Regions from separate parts of the Mus musculus genome. Here region 2 is linked to region 1. A link is a contact called in public ChIA-PET data. All regions are on one chromosome and are shown on one strand. The core of a region is the stretch at or near the end of the contact, and the rest is flanking DNA. Distances in the headings are between cores, read along the strand shown.

Evidence for each region. ChIA-PET counts read pairs in DNA pulled down with a chosen protein or histone mark.
Region 2: a contact with region 1 is called in an RNA polymerase II ChIA-PET map of effector CD8 T cells, with 5 read pairs. The contact joins two enhancer-like sites. A contact is called at or near these places in 1 of 15 datasets of contacts at CTCF or cohesin (the NIH/3T3 cell line), 5 of 115 datasets of contacts at active chromatin or transcription factors (effector CD8 T cells, large pre-B cells, memory CD8 T cells and 2 more) and 3 of 9 other capture datasets (adipose tissue, liver and pancreatic islet).

The regions. Positions count from the first base shown.
Region 1 is chr7:75,484,813-75,487,572 of GRCm38.p6, reverse strand. The region is part of intron 1 of Akap13 (A kinase (PRKA) anchor protein 13); the gene reads right to left. Among named protein-coding and RNA genes, the nearest start is that of Akap13, 31 kb to the right of the region's middle. Within about 2 kb of position 1,297, at least 25 of the 459 cell types and tissues checked have an H3K27ac peak or open chromatin away from gene starts, as enhancers often do. A contact at or near this core is called in effector CD8 T cells, memory CD8 T cells and regulatory T cells, where this site is marked.
Region 2 is chr7:75,643,340-75,646,170 of GRCm38.p6, reverse strand. The region is part of intron 8 of Akap13 (A kinase (PRKA) anchor protein 13); the gene reads right to left. Among named protein-coding and RNA genes, the nearest start is that of AU020206, 140 kb to the left of the region's middle. Within about 2 kb of position 1,335, at least 60 of the 459 cell types and tissues checked have an H3K27ac peak or open chromatin away from gene starts, as enhancers often do. A contact at or near this core is called in effector CD8 T cells, memory CD8 T cells and regulatory T cells, where this site is marked.

The DNA of each region.
Region 1 (2,760 bases), core at 48-2,547:
AAGCTGGAAAGAACCCAGATGTCCCTCAACAGAGGAATGGATACAGAAAATGTGGTACATCTACACAATGGAGTACTACTCAGCTATTAAAAAGAATGAATTTATGAAATTCCTAGGCAAATGGATGGACCTGGAGGGCATCATCCTGAGTGAGGTAACACATTCACAAAGGAACTCACACAATATGTACTCACTGATAAGTGGATATTAGCCCCAAACCTAGGATACCCAAGATATAAGATACAATTTGCTAAACACATGAAACTCAAGAAGAATGAAGACTGAAGTGTGGACACTATGCCCCTCCTTAGAATTGGGAACAAAACACCCATGGAAGGAGTTACAAAGACAAAGTTTGGAGCTGAGATGAAAGGATGGACCATGTAGAGACTGCCATATCCAGGGATCCACCCCATAATCAGCATCCAAACGCTGACACCATTGCATATACTAGCAAGATTTTATCGAAAGGACCCAGATGTAGCTGTCTCTTGTGAGACTATGCCGGGGCCTAGCAAACACAGAAGTGGATGCTCACAGTCAGCTAGTGGATGGATCACAGGGCTCCCAATGGAGGAGCTAGAGAAAGTACCCAAGGAGCTAAAGGGATCTGCAACCCTATAGGTGGAACAACATTATGAACTAACCAGTACCCCGGAGCTCTTGACTCTAGCTGCATATGTATCAAAAGATGGCCTAGTCGGCCATCACTGGAAAGAGAGGCCCATTGGACACGCAAACTTTATATGCCCCAGTACAGGGGAACGCCAGGGCCAAAAAGGGGGAGTGGGTGGGTAGGGGAGTGGGGGTGGGTGGGTATGGGGGACTTTTGGTATAGCATTGGAAATGTAAATGAGCTAAATACCTAATAAAAAATGGAAAAAAAAACCAAAAAACCAAACAAACAAAAAAAAGAGTAGTTCTGGGTTCTCTTGCATAGCAAGTGGCTATAGATCACGACTGTGTACTGTTAGGTTTCAAAAAGTTAAGATGAAAAAATTTAAATAGCTTCACCACAAAGGTACTATGTGAGAAATGTTTACTCTGATTTGAATGTTGTACATTGTATACATGTATTGCAATTTTCTCTCTCTCTCTCTCTCTCTCTCTCTCTCTCTCTCTCTCTCTCTCATCCCTATGAATATGTACAACTTTTGCTTAAATAAAGGCTATCTAAATGAAACAGAATATGTAGAACTAAAGAGCAAACTTGTTTCTTGGAAGTAAGAAAATACAAGATTCTCTTTGATGTTATAAGCCACAGTGCAGATTAGAAACTAGCTTCCTGTCCCACCCAAAGCCGACTGAGTTAAAACCTCCCCAGGATATTAAGACCCAAAGCCAGGATGGGAACCAGAGCCTCCTGATAATATCTATGCAGATTTGCATTCTCAGAACAGACAGTAGCTTGTTTTAGTACTGGATGGTTGGTTCACTGTACAGCTCTCGGGCCTTGAGGCACTTCTCACTCTCTCAATTCTGTGTATACTTCAGCTCCCCAACTAGAGACCAAGTTTCTGAGAGCCAAAGGAAAATTAGTATTTATGTAGGAAGCTAGCACCAAATCATGTTAGCAAAGAATATCTTTATGGCAAATGTTGAACACATAAAGTGAATTCATCTTATAAAAATGTTAACCATTTAGTGTTGGTCCAGAACAGTGGTTCTCAACCTTCCTAATGATTCAACTTTTAACAAAATAATTTTATGGTTGGGGGTCACCACTTGATAGTTCATATTGTTGTGACCCCCCCAACCATAAAATTATTTTATTGCTACTTCATAACTGTAATTTTGCTACTGATATGAATCATAATGTAGAGATATGCAGGATATCTCATATGTTACCCCTGTGAGGGTTATAATCTACAGATTGAGAATATGGCTTCTTAAACCTTCCTCACTCTTACTCAAAGACCACCTGAGACATTGGTACATGGTCCCAGGCATATAGGTATATAAACTTGATATGCAAATCAAATATTTACTAGTAATAATCACATTTTTTATTTTCTAATAACTTTATCACACATGTAATTTTATCATTTTCAGACAGAAGCAAGATTGTATATTGGGAAAAATAAATCACTTGGAAAATTATCTACTATGCTGCATGGAAGGAGTCAGGCTTCTCTATCCCAGAAAATAGTTCCTGGATAGGCTGTTTAATCTGGAGAAATGACTAGAAAAAAAGAACTCAAGGAAATTAAGAAAACGAAATTCTAGGGCTGGAGAGAGTTGGCTCAGCAGTTAAGAACAGTGGCTGCTCTTCCAGAGGACTTGGGGTTCCATTCCCAATACCTACATAGTGGCTAGCAATCATCTCTAACTCCAGTTCCAAGGAGCTCTGACACCTTCTGCCCTGCAAGAGCACACTGTATGCACATGGTACACAGACATACATCAAGGCAAAATAACCATACATGTAAAATAAAAAGTCTCAAAATATTTTGAGGAAATTTTTGAGGTGTTTTATGTTTTGAGGGAAAAAAAAAACGAAACAAAAAAGAAACCTAAGCAGAGTGTGGTGGCAAATGTTTCAATCCTAGCACTCCAGAGAAAAAGGAAGGTGGGTCTATTAACAGATCCTGTTGGGATAGAGGGGAAACGGGGGCTTAAGAGAGGTAAGCAATTAGGCAGAAATGATAGTTGGGTTTTTTTTTTCTTTTCTTCTTTTGTTATTTTGGCTTTGGTGATTGTAAGCAAGAGAAATGTCTTCTACAGTCATAAGTTAAATGTTCTACAAAATCATTGGTTTAA
Region 2 (2,831 bases), core at 86-2,585, 160 kb before region 1:
TAAGGAACTTTCTTGTACCAGATAATATTCTTTCTGGTTAGTTTAAAAAGAAGTAAGATACTCCTTTGTCTAGGTATGGAATGGGTGATAGTAACTTCCTTTTGATCTTTTCTTTTAAAGTGGGAAAGGTTTCTCCTCACCATGGCTGCTTGCTTTTGCACATGGTTCTGGCTCCAGTCTCTTTACAATGAACTTGCTGCATGCTATGCAGAATGCTCCTATCTGTCAGGAAGTACACATCGGTTTCTCTCTTCCTCAGAGACTCAGTTCATTATTGTTAAAACTCTTCCTTCATCCTTCATGTAGACAGACCTCTCATCTTCTCAGCCTCTGTCCTAGTACACAGCCTGGGCATGTTTCTCTGCTTAGCTGATCTTAGGAAGATCCTCTTAGACTCAGCCCCTCAGTTCTCAGTCGTGTTTCTAGTATTTCCTCAGGAAATGGGGTAAAATAGTCACTGCCTGACAAATAACTCTCAAGTCAAATAAATCACAGAAAAGGGAAATATAAAAATAGTGTCTACAAATGAAGAACCCTGAACTGAGTTAGCTTAACTCATATAAAGCTTTCATACCCAACTAACTTGTATACTATATATTTTTAGCATTCTTTTTTATTTGATTGGACGAATTTTAAAAATTTTATTTATTTTATGAGTATTTTGCCTGTATATACATATGTGCCCCAAGTGCACACCTGATGTATGTAAAAATCAGAAGAAAGCAGTAGATGCCCTGGAATTGGAGTTAGGGATGGCTGTGAGTCACCATGAATGTACTGGGAATCAAACCCAGGTCCTCCCCAAAAGCATCACGTGTCATTAACCACTGAGTCTCTCTCTAGCCCCTATTTGTAAAATAATGGTTTTCACTGTAACATTTTGGTATGCATATCATTATACTTTGCTATTTGCCCCTATAGCTATCATTCCGCCCTTCTGCCACCTAAATAGTACCCTCTTTTGCTTTCTTCTGTCTCCCCCAACCTTCCAAAAACCACACTGAGGGAGGGGGAAAGAGACATTTCTGTGACAACAGAAGAGTGCTCCGCCTTTCCCTGGCCTGTTAAATTAAAAGGGCCGCAACATCACAAGACAAAGATCCTAGAAAGTAGCCTTTCTAAAGTTCTTATATAAGAGGGCAAAATATCAGAAGATAATTGTTATCTCTCAGAGGAAATGACTTTTCAGAGAAATTAAAACCAACATCATCTTTGGAACAAGTTCAAAACACCAAATTACAAAGTAGGCCTGGCAAGTTAAACCACCTGACAGTGATTACTGAGGGGCAGTGACACCACCACACCACAAATCACACCTCCTCCGAGGGCCACACCCAATGTGGATTTCACTGGCTTCTGTGTCTAGGTTTCTGAGCTCATTTGCCAGCTTCTTGTAGGGAGAGACTAAGTATTGTAACCCATACCCGAAAGGCCAAGGGAAGAAGGTAATGTTAGGCTAGCCTAGGATGCTTTACCAAGTTAAGGAGGTGCTTATCTCAAAGGGGCAGGGGATGGTGGCACAAGGGTGAGGTGGCTCAGTTGGTAAAGGTGTTTGCTGCTAAGCCTGAGTTTGATCCCCAGGACCCACAAGGCTGAAGGACAGAACAAACTCCCCAAGCTATCCTCTGACTATACAACAGGTGAGCCATGCCACATATACAACAGCAAAACATTGTAATGTCATAAAAGAAAGTGGGTTATCTCAAGTACTAAACAGAGTTGATACACCAACAATAGACTTCCACTATTTAACCCAGACATTAGATTAGTACTTTATCCAAAATTATTCCTTTTTCACTTAACCTGCTTCACTCTCCAAAATTTAGATGTTCAGGTTCTTTGGCTTCTATGAAGTACTTGGCTGACTTCCAATTTCCCTGCCTTTGCCAGAAAACAGCTAAACTTCCAAAAAGTACTTCATGAGTTGTCCAACATTCCCAGACTCTGGCCTTACCGAATGTAGAAGTCCTTACTAATTTTAGATTCAAGGATGTCTTCTGTGAACAATTAGCCAGTTCAGAGTCTCCGCCCCCTTCCGCTTAGACACCCAACCTTACTAACGATGTGAAATCAAACAAATGTAAATGCAGCTCATCACTGGTCAGAAGCTAAGGCAGGAAAAGAGTCAACTAGAGACAGTACCAACAGAATCCTGACTTCTTGTTTCCCTGGAAAACTAAGACTGAGAGACAGGAGAAGAGCAGATGGATAGGAAAGACCAAAGACCTACACAGACAAAGGGACAAAGAGACGGACAGAAAAGGAAGCTCACAGAGAAAGAGAGGTGGAATTGAGGTGTGGGGATGGGGCAAGCAACAGAAAAACAGAGGCATCTAGCAAAAGGGCAGCTCTGAGAATGAATTCCTCCTTTGTGATTATTTAGATTCTACTTAGAACAAGTAAAATTTTATTTTAGTAATAAGTGCTTTGTTGCAGATTCATTTTCTCTCTCTCTCTCTCTCTCACACACACACACACACACACACACACACACACACACACACACACAGACACAGTCTCTGTTCAGACATGCCTTTAAAGAACTTTAAATCCCCCACCCCCCCACCCCCTTGATCTTCTGTCACTGTTAGCTCAGGCTTTCTCACACTTCATCCTAGTTTAGGAAGGATCAAGACCGGGCAGTAAGGGTACAGAGAGAAGTCTTCCTGAGATGTTGAAACTGTATGAGGTGTGGCCCCTTCTTACCTTCAGCAACACCACATCGACAGTCCTGTCCACCTTGGAGATGTCACACAGGCTATAGCGCCTTTTGTGCCGCTCATACATTTTGTACAGATGCAGAAAAGAAGAGACAAAATGTAGACGGATAT